3 separate regions of the Mus musculus genome follow, and regions 1 and 2 are each linked to region 3. A link is a contact called in public promoter capture Hi-C data. All regions are on one chromosome and are shown on one strand. Each heading gives the region's core, a stretch centred on a gene start, on an enhancer-like site or on the middle of the called end of the contact. The rest is flanking DNA. Distances are from core to core; before and after follow the strand shown. Region 1 holds the start of Tmed8 (transmembrane p24 trafficking protein 8). Region 2 holds the start of Pomt2 (protein-O-mannosyltransferase 2). Region 3 holds the start of Snw1 (SNW domain containing 1).

What was found. Capture Hi-C pulls out chosen DNA fragments and counts their contacts.
Region 1: a contact with region 3 is called in a promoter capture Hi-C map of liver. The contact joins the promoter of Tmed8 here to the promoter of Snw1 in region 3. A contact is called at or near these places in 1 of 39 promoter capture datasets (pre-B cells), 4 of 484 Hi-C or Micro-C datasets (CD4 T cells, CD8 T cells, LSK cells and 1 more) and 2 of 9 other capture datasets (adipose tissue and liver).
Region 2: a contact with region 3 is called in a promoter capture Hi-C map of liver. The contact joins the promoter of Pomt2 here to the promoter of Snw1 in region 3. A contact is called at or near these places in 6 of 39 promoter capture datasets (the C10 cell line, the HPC-7 cell line, macrophages and 2 more), 3 of 484 Hi-C or Micro-C datasets (CD4 T cells, CD8 T cells and muscle stem cells), 1 of 115 datasets of contacts at active chromatin or transcription factors (trophoblast stem cells) and 2 of 9 other capture datasets (adipose tissue and liver).

Annotation. Positions count from the first base shown.
Region 1 is chr12:87,198,487-87,201,626 of GRCm38.p6, forward strand. It overlaps Tmed8 (transmembrane p24 trafficking protein 8), which reads right to left and starts at 1,743. Exons shown (of 6, transcript NM_001033475.3): 1 at 1,600-1,743. The coding sequence starts at 1,717. It overlaps Samd15 (sterile alpha motif domain containing 15), which reads left to right and starts at 2,022. Exons shown (of 4, transcript NM_001290288.2): 1 at 2,022-3,140. The coding sequence starts at 2,057.
Region 2 is chr12:87,146,511-87,149,607 of GRCm38.p6, forward strand. Pomt2 (protein-O-mannosyltransferase 2) reads right to left here and starts at 1,392. Exons shown (of 21, transcript NM_153415.4): 1 at 661-1,392. The coding sequence starts at 1,118. Gstz1 (glutathione transferase zeta 1 (maleylacetoacetate isomerase)) reads left to right here and starts at 1,197. Exons shown (of 9, transcript NM_010363.4): 1 at 1,197-1,334. The coding sequence starts at 1,320. Gm6566 (predicted gene 6566) reads right to left here. Exons shown (of 3, transcript NR_136901.1): 3 at 2,965-3,097.
Region 3 is chr12:87,470,806-87,473,648 of GRCm38.p6, forward strand. Snw1 (SNW domain containing 1) reads right to left here and starts at 1,494. Exons shown (of 14, transcript NM_025507.2): 1 at 1,443-1,494. The coding sequence starts at 1,456.

The DNA of each region.
Region 1 (3,140 bases), core at 493-2,992, 270 kb before region 3:
AGAACTTCCCACCCAACAAACATTTGAAACACAAGGTGTTAAGAGCACTCCAGGAATATGTTAGAAAATAGATCTGATATAAAGCAAAGACACTCGGGTATGTTCACCACAAAGTGAGAAAATGAAAGACAAGTTAATGTGTATGTAATTTATAATTATTGGCACATATAAGGGACAGGTGCTTATAAAACATATACCTGTATAAGGGCTTATATGTTTAATCTTTATAATCTTTCAGAAAGTACACTTAATTTTTTTCCCCTTTTCTTTCTTGGTAGCACTAGGGACTAACCCAGGGCCTCGAAAATGAACTCTACCGCTTAACTACATCCCACCCTAATTAGAATTTTTATTACCATAATATCAAATATATGTTAGCATTGTTTACCACAGAGCACAAAAAAAAAACCCTTAAAAATAGAAAAGACAAAATGTATTAGGATGTTTTCAATAAAAATATTGTCCGTGATTCACAGCTGGGGGGGGAGGGGTGCTCGTGCAGCACCACACACCAGGGGCATGGAGAAAAGCCACTATGTTGAAAGATAGCAACCAGGAATACCTTTTCTAGTAATTTAGTTGTACTAAATCAGACTTTAATCTCCTCCAATTGCTTTGTACAGCGGGCATCTTGGGTTGCACATCAAGTACTTTAGTCACAGTGGCTCACGATCCTCCCACCGATGCTGTAAGGCACAGGTACTTTTAGAACCCACATCTTATACAAGAGGAAACTCAGACATGTTTAGAGAAGTTTAACCAATTGTCCAAGGGCACTAAAAGTGAGGATTCACATTCCAACTAAGCATCAGGAATCCACAGCAGTACCTCAGTCACTGTGACAGCTACTTTGAGATCTCGATAAAACCAATCACTTGCACTTAGTGTGACCAGATCTCTCCCCTCTAAAGTATCCTTTTAGTCGCACGCCCCTGTGATGGTCACAAGGCTGAAAGGTAACAGCGCGATAGACTGTGCCTATAGCTTTTGGACACTTAAGTAAAATCACACGAAGGAACTTGTGTGGTCTGAAATGGAGACACCGGCCCAAGCAAGAGGAGGGGTGGATCTCGGAGAACGAGAGACATCACCAAAATTTCTACTGCAGCCTCTAGTTCCTGCCTTTGCTTTCACTATCAGGCTCCTTCGAGACCTCAAAGCCTCCTTATTCTGGCTGCTTTCCATCTCTCCCACTCTCAAGGATGCAAGGGACGGAGGTTGGGCGCGGGGGCCTACGCTAGGGCAAAGCGGGGTTCTGAGAGGAAGGCGGGCGCCCCAGCAGACGCCGGCAGGAGCGCGCGGAAAGGCAGGTGGGGTCGCGCGGAGAGCCAAAGACAGGGGCAGGGGTGAGAGCGGCGGGAATGGAGGTGGGATGCGGACCCCGACTGAAGCCAAAGAGGCGCGGCGGAAGGAGCCGGACTGCCAAGCCGGGTGCTCCGAGAAAGGGAGCGGGACTGGAACCAGGGCATTTCCAAACCGCGTAGAAAACGACCTCGAGCGCAGCCGCGGGCCCCGTGACGGTGGGGACCCCGGTCGCCCGAGGTGCGCGGCCCCGAGCCCAGAGGCACCCACCCTTGCAGCGCCCGGGGCCTTGCGTACCTGAGGCGGCCGCCTGGCTCTCCTCCACTCCCCGTCGGTCCCCGACGCCGCCCGCCGACCCTCGGCGAGCTGCGGGGCTCCAGAAGGCCGGCCCCTCAGCTGCCTGCCGGTCCGACATCTGCAGCCCGCGCCGGGAGCGGCTCCGCAGCCAGCGGCTTGCGGCTCCGGAAACAGCCGAAGGCGAAGCGAGCGCGGCAGAGGAGAGCCGAGCGGAGCCGAAGCGAGCCACGGGCCGGAAGGAGCGGCTGGGCGGCAGAGGGTAGCGCTGGCCTGACACGTGAGAGGGGCGGGGGGGGGGGGGGGCGTGCTTTTTCGGTCGCCGGTTTTTACAGTCCGCACTTGGAAGGATCGACAAAATCTCGGGAAGAGTCTGGAAAACCCCGCCGGAAATCGTGGTATCCATAGAGACGCTGTCGGAAGTTGAGGTTGCTAGGAGGCCTTGGGCGCATCGACTGACATGTCTGAAGTCTCAGGAGATTATAATTCTGACTCCGATGAGAGTCTGAGTCTGCAGCCTAAAAGAACCAAATCTGGTAAATTACATAATGCTAACGCAGACACCTTGTTTGAGGTAAGCTCTAAGCTGTCCCCAAATACTGACCGAGACCCAGGAAATGTAGGAAATGTGCCACTAGAGCCAACCAGGACACGCAAGGGGGATTTGGTGCCCGTAGGTAAAAATCATGAGGTGCCAGACCTACAACGACAGGACGTTTCAGTAGGTGTGTTCAAAGGACCACCTACAAGAACAGGTACACAGCTACCAACAAAAATAGATCCAGAGCAGAAGACACCAGATATTCGAAGTGAAAAACTAAGAAAATCAGTTGAAGAGGAAGCTCTACCTCCATCCAAGATGACCAAATCGGAAAAGAAACAAAAAGAGTCAATTAAAGAAAAAAGTACAGAGCCATATGAGGTAACTAAACCTAAGTTCCCAGACCGGAAGCTAAGGAAGTCTACTGAGGAAGCAGATCTCAAACCTCACTTCAAGTCCACAGAGCAGTCAGGCACAGAGCAACCTGAGCAGACTAAGTTCCCAGACAAAAAACTAAGACAGTCAACTAAAAAGAAAGTCTCAGGGCCACTGGAGGATTTTGAAGAAGAATCAAGAAGACCCATTGATGAAGCAAGTCTAGAACTCTCACAAAAGAGACCATTAAAGGCTTCAAAGAAAGCACAAAAAAGCTCTTTTGATGAAAAATTTCCAGAGATGCTAGAACAGATTACTGTAGAACTACTAGATGACCAAGAGGAGACACAAGAAGAGTCCATTAAGGAGAAAGTTCCAGAACCATTAGGGGACCGGAAACCATCAGCTCAAAAGCACAAGCTGAGAAAATCAAGTGAAAGGTCTAAATTAAAGGACACATTAATAGAGCCAAGTAAGGACAAGGACCCGGGGCTACAAACACAGACTGAATTTCCAAAGGAGAAACTAATAAAGACAACGGAGAAAACGGGTGACAAGCCACAGCAGATAACTGATCCAGACATTCAAGAGAAGTCGCAGCCAGAACCAACCGAGAAAAATCTAGAGT
Region 2 (3,097 bases), core at 142-2,641, 320 kb before region 3:
ATAGGAGCAGCCCTGTCAGTGTGTTTGCTTGCTCTTGAGTAAGATCCACTTGTGACACCTTCTATGCTAAGTTTCTGTTTGGTGATATAGAGAAGATAAAACATCCCTTCCAGCTAAAGATCAAGTAACTCTGTGAGCTTGGGAAATGGAATTGAACCAAGCCTCAAGCCACCATCTGTATCATACAAAGTAAGGCCTAGAAAATAATTCTCACAGGATAACACCAGACCTGTTGCTCAGAATCTGTGCCGCCATCTCCCGATACCCAAACTATCCTTACTCTATAGGAATCTTTTTCTTTGAAAATCACGCTTTGGGAAAATTATGTTCTACGAATTTACTAATTTCTCAGCCAAGTTCAAAGAACCTCTGAGTATCACCATTTTAAAGCCAGGTGACTAGAAGACATGAGGACAACTCCTGCAAACTCCGAGTGTGGGACCCCCACCAGGGCAAACCTATTCTCCGAGGTTTGACACACCGGAAAGCTTTCCCCAGCCACCCCCTACTCCCCTCGAAATACAACTGAGTTTCTCTACCGCCAAGGACCTGTCGTGCCTCCGATGAATCCCGCCCACTTCGCGCCCTCAAGCCAATCAGAGGGTGGCGTCACTCCCTCTCAGTTGCCATGGTGCCCGCCAAGTCCTTTCCGCCACTTACCAGATGTGAGCAGGCTGGTCCAGCCGGTGAAAGCGGGTGGCAAAGGACAGCAGCGTCACCACAGCCAACGTGGCCCACCACCCTGCCGCCTGGAAGCGCCGCGAGCTCCAAGCAGGCCGTTTAAGTTTCCGTGCTGCAGCCTGGGGGACCACGTCTCGGCTCACGGCTCTGGCAGCCTGCGGCACACAGCGGCCCCTACGGGGACGCAGCTCGGAGCCCGCTAGGCCACCGCCTATGGCCGGCGGCATCCTCCCCTTCCGAAGGATCACCCTCCGGGCCGGAGGCACGCCGGGTCTTGTCCGCTGCCCCGTCAAGGGGTCATAAGAAGGCGTCTCGAGGTGCCATGGGATTTGTAGTTCCCTCCGTTTGCCGCGGAGCGCCGGGCCCCGGGCTCTGGGCGGGGCGGAAAGTGTGGTGGCCGCCCGGGCAGCTAAGAGGCGGCCTGAGGCGTAGAGCATTGCGGGAGGCGGAGGGAAACCAAGGACTGACAAACTCGAGTCGGCTCATGAACTACAACTCCCAGCAGCTCAGGGGGCGGGGGCGGGGCCAGCCCGAAGGAGGGAGGCCATCTAGTCCAACCTTCGCTCTCTGGACCCCGCTAGGCCTCAGTCATCTTCTAGTCCCGAGAGCTGACTTTCTTGGCCGGCCGACCGGGCGAGATGCAAGCCGGGAAGGTCTGTGCCCCACGTCCGGGGATGAGGGTCTCTCCTGAGAAACGCGGAGAAGAGCTGTGGGGGGGGGCGGGGCTGAGAGCTCGCTTCTTCGCGTGGCGCCACAACGACTCCCGGCGTGCACCTCGGCGCCCGCTCACTCTACACCTGCGCGCTGGCCGCTGAACCTTATGGTGGTGGTAGATTGGGCCGGGAAGGCTAAACTTGGAAGCTTTTGAGGGGCGTCCAATCGCGCTTTTCCCTGCTTCGGGTAGACAGACCTCTTCTAGGGCTTTCAAACATGGTTCCCTACTTTGCAGTTTCGCGGCGCCCTTCGTATGTCTCTCAGGGGACCTGGTGGTCCAGGCATGCACCAAAGGCAAGGGGGAAAGATGTGACTCTTTAACGACGTTAATAATCACTTGTAGTATCTGCTCAGGTTTCTAGTTTTGTCGGTTTGGCTCTAAGAAACGATCTTGCTGTGCAGCCCAACCTGACTTTGAACTTTGACTCTCCCGCCCCCGCCTTCCAAGTGCTGGGATTCCAGGCTGTGGCATATGGAGCGTCCAGGGTTTAAGTCGAACTTCTTTAGTCCACCCTAGAGCCATTTGTATTTAAGCCATTGCTGGAATGGAGCTGCGAGTGTGTTTTATAAGAGACTTAAAATTGAGTCTCTTAGGAGGGCCGATATGTAGGAAGGCGGCACATTAGATGCAAAGGACATTGCATCCGGTTAATATAGATTTTCCACATACAGATGTGATTTTTCAGGATTTTAATCATGTAAGAAATGGTATAAAAACAGCTAGGGATGTACGCAACTCTGACGTAGCTCCTAGCATGGGCCGAGTCTCCCACAACAGAAAAACTGCAAATTTAAAGTCGCCAGAATGCATGTTTGAGTTGGAAACATGATCCTTCCCGGTGCTAATTAAACGGACATTCTACTTGATATTAAAAAGTAGCTGTTCAAGTGCAAAAATCGCCAGGTGGTTTGCTGTTAGTGCTTAGCTGTGATTTCTCTCCCTGTTTATCTAAAAGCACATAGGAGACAAGCCTCCAGATGCTCTGCAGAGAGGGTTAGGATTGTCTTTATCAGGTTAACTGATGTGGGAGAGTGACACCATTCCCTGGGTTGGGTCTGGCTGGGCCCATAATAAGGGGGAAGTCAGCCAAGCACCAACACACAGCATTGTTCTGTTTCATGCTGTGGATGCATAGGTTACTTACCAGCTGTTTCAGGCTGCTCTTCCCCCAAACCCCACCCCACCCCCACCCCAGGTGACTTACTACATCTTGAATTATAAGCCAAAATAAACCACTCTTCTTTAGACTGCCTTTGTTGGGGCATTTTATCATAGCAGCAGGAAAAGAAACTAAAATGATATATAAGAAAAAAAAATAATAATAGATGTAGGGTAAGATTCCAGCTGGGTGATGGTGATGCATGCCTTTAATCCCAGCACTCGGGAGGTAGAGGCAAGCGGATTTCTGAGTTCGAGGCCAGCCTGATCTACAAAGTGAGTTCCAGGACAGCCGGGGCTATACAGAGAAACCCTGTCTCGAAAAAGCCAAAAAAAAAAAAATTCTGTTTCCTGCTGAAGGGCCATGGGGTGTCGCGCCCACCTCAGCCAGCAAGGAAGACACGACATGGTCAGATTCTTCTCAACAGCCTTTATTGCAGGAACACCTCGATGCTGCTACCGGGACAGGGCACCCAGGGAGGGCTGCTTATATACACCCTAGCACAGGAGAAGGCTCCATGGCCCCCCAGGATTGGTCAGTCT
Region 3 (2,843 bases), core at 244-2,743:
CCCACGAGAGATGTCAAGGCAGCTAGTGAAATCCCACAGACAATCAAGAGCAAGAGGGACTTGCTTTCTTGCAGAGAAGGAAGGAGGGAGGCAAGCAGGCAGGCAGGCTAGGCACCATGTAAGCTGCTTGCTGGTTGGCAGAGTGGCTTATACTCATCTAGCTTATACTGTTCAGGATATCCCGCCTAGGGAATGGAGCAGCCATTAGTGGTTTGGATCTTCCTGCATCTCTTAGCAAGAAAAACAATCCTTTCCAGACATGTCCATAAGCCAATCTGTTCTAGGCAATTTTTTCACCTGATATCTTTTGACCAGGTGTTAAGCAGACAGTTAAAGCTAACCAGGTCAGTGTTATTCTGTTTTTGTTTTTAAATCCTGGCCTTAAACTACCTATACAGACCTGATTGGCCTTGGAACTCTGAGATCCTCCCGCCTGCACTATTTTCATCCGTGTACCCACTTGTCCATCTTCCCGGTTTAAAAAAAATTTTTTTTTCATTCTACATATACTACCTCTAGGGCAAAGCAGGACAACAAACCTTAATTCATATAACCAAAATATTCTTAGGATTCATATTGTTATGAGCCAGGAAAAAATATGAGAAGTGGGTTTAACAGGTACAATCCAAGGCCCTAAAGTGAATACCTTCTTTAAAATCAGACTTTTCCAGCTGAGTTTGCATGGAAAGTTTTTCCACTTACAGCAGTTGGGAGTTACATAACTTTTTGGAAGTCTCCCACTTAGCATTTTCTTTTCCTTAAAGGTTGGAAACACTTTACATACAGTAACCAGGGCAACCAGGAACAGCAAAAGCCGGAGGTGGTTCTATGTACAAAAGAAATTCTAAGATCCAAAGTTAAAAGGTGGAGCGGCGCGCATTTAGTCAACAGCAGCCCCTACTGCTGTCAATTAAAAAAAAACTTGGTCGGTTCTCGGACGTTCCCAACTCTTTGTTTTTTTGTTTTGTTTTTTTTTTTTTTTTTGCAAAAATCTTTGTTTCGGGAGAGAGAGAGTAGCAGGAGAAAATGAGAAGCACAAAACATACAAGCGGCTGGAAAGCCTCCCACGAGACGGGCGAGCTTTGCTTAGCGGGGTTAAATAAGCCGCGGCTTCGCAGTGCAACCATCTCAGCCCGCAGTCCACAAGGCGCTCGTCAATCTACCGCGCCGCTTACGCGAAGCACATGTGAGGTCCTCGCGGCGAGGCCATGTCAGGGCTCTCGGAACAGGGGGGGGCGAACTCAACCCGGGAAGCCCCGAAGGAAAGACCCCGGCTTCGGCGCGGCCTAGTCGCGGAGGAAGCCCGAGAGAGGTTCCAGCCACGGTTTTGACTAAGTTACTTCTGCGCCTCAGGCCAGGTCACAGCCCGAACAGTACGGGCAGAAAGGAAAAGATGTGTACTCCAGACCCTTCCGTATCGAGGACCCAAATCAACAACCCACCTGGTGAGCGCCATCTTCTTCCGCTTCTTCCTGCGCAGGCCACAACGTCGCCGGGCGAGTCTTGCCCGGGAACGAGGAACACAATGGAAAAATGCTCACTGCGCAGGCGCTCTGACCGAACGGCCCTCTGGGCCTTGTAGTTCTTTGAGAGAGACTTGTGACAGCCAGTCTGTTGAAAGTGCGTTAGCAACAACTACCTTAGCATACGAAATTCCTTACTTCTGTAGATTTTACAGGCTACAGGGTCTCTGTTTAACATGTCAGTAGTGATAATACAAAATATGATATAAAGCCTTATTTTGGGACGCTAATACTATTATCCAACTCTGCTTTAAGGCCGCTACACATAGTACTGCTTAAGAGTTTTGAATAGGATGCAAAGTCTGGCTGATCCCCCACTATAAGCCACCCTCCGTGCATATAGTTAATCGTTGTGTTAACAGTCATCTACTTTAAATTTTGCTTCACGAATGAATTATTTAAAAAACAGTGTGGGGTGTGGCAAATAAAGAAGATGCTAGAAATTAAGATCAATGAGCGTAGATTTAGTTCAGCTGATAATTTGGAGCTGAAGTAGGACTGAGACAGGTAAGAAAGACAATTATTTCTTTCTGAGATAGGGTTTTTCTGTGTAGTCCTGGCTGCCTTGGAACTTTTCCTATAGACCAAGCTGGTCATGATCTGACATCAGCTTGACACTGCCTCCTAAGTGTTAGGATCAAAGGTCTTTGCCACTGAATGCAGCTCAAGAAAGACAGTTCTTAGTCCAGCAGTTGAGGCACATGCCTTTAATCCCAGAGGTAGATCACTGTGAGTTCAAAGCCAGTCTGGTCTACAGAGCTAGTTCTAGGATGGCCAAGACTACACAAAGAAACCCTGTCTCAAAAGACTAAAACCAAACTGTCTTAGTGTACCCATTACTGTGAAAAGATGCCATGACTGAGGCAACTTTTATAAAGGAAAATATCACTTGTAGCTGGCTTAAATTTTCAGGGGTTCAGTTCATTATCATTATAGCAGCATCCAGGCAGACATAGTGCTGGAGAAGGAGCTGAGAGTTCAGCAAGCCAATTTGAAGGCAGTAAGGAGAGACTGCTTGTCTCACTCTGGGCAGAGCTTGAGTAGATATAGATCTCTTCAAAGTCCTACATCCACAGTGGCAAACCTCCTCCAACAATGCCATACCTCCTGAGAGTACCACACCTTGCACTAAGCATAAGTAAATCACCACGCCAAACAAACAAAAGGACTCTTCTTGCCACACACTGGTTTTCTATGGTAATGAGAGACTAAAGAGGCTACTGAGGGCAATGTTAAAATAATGAATGTGGGAAATCAGAAAGGCATAGCCCAAAACCTAGGATGTAGGATTGAAAGAAAGGGATGGATATGTATTCTGAC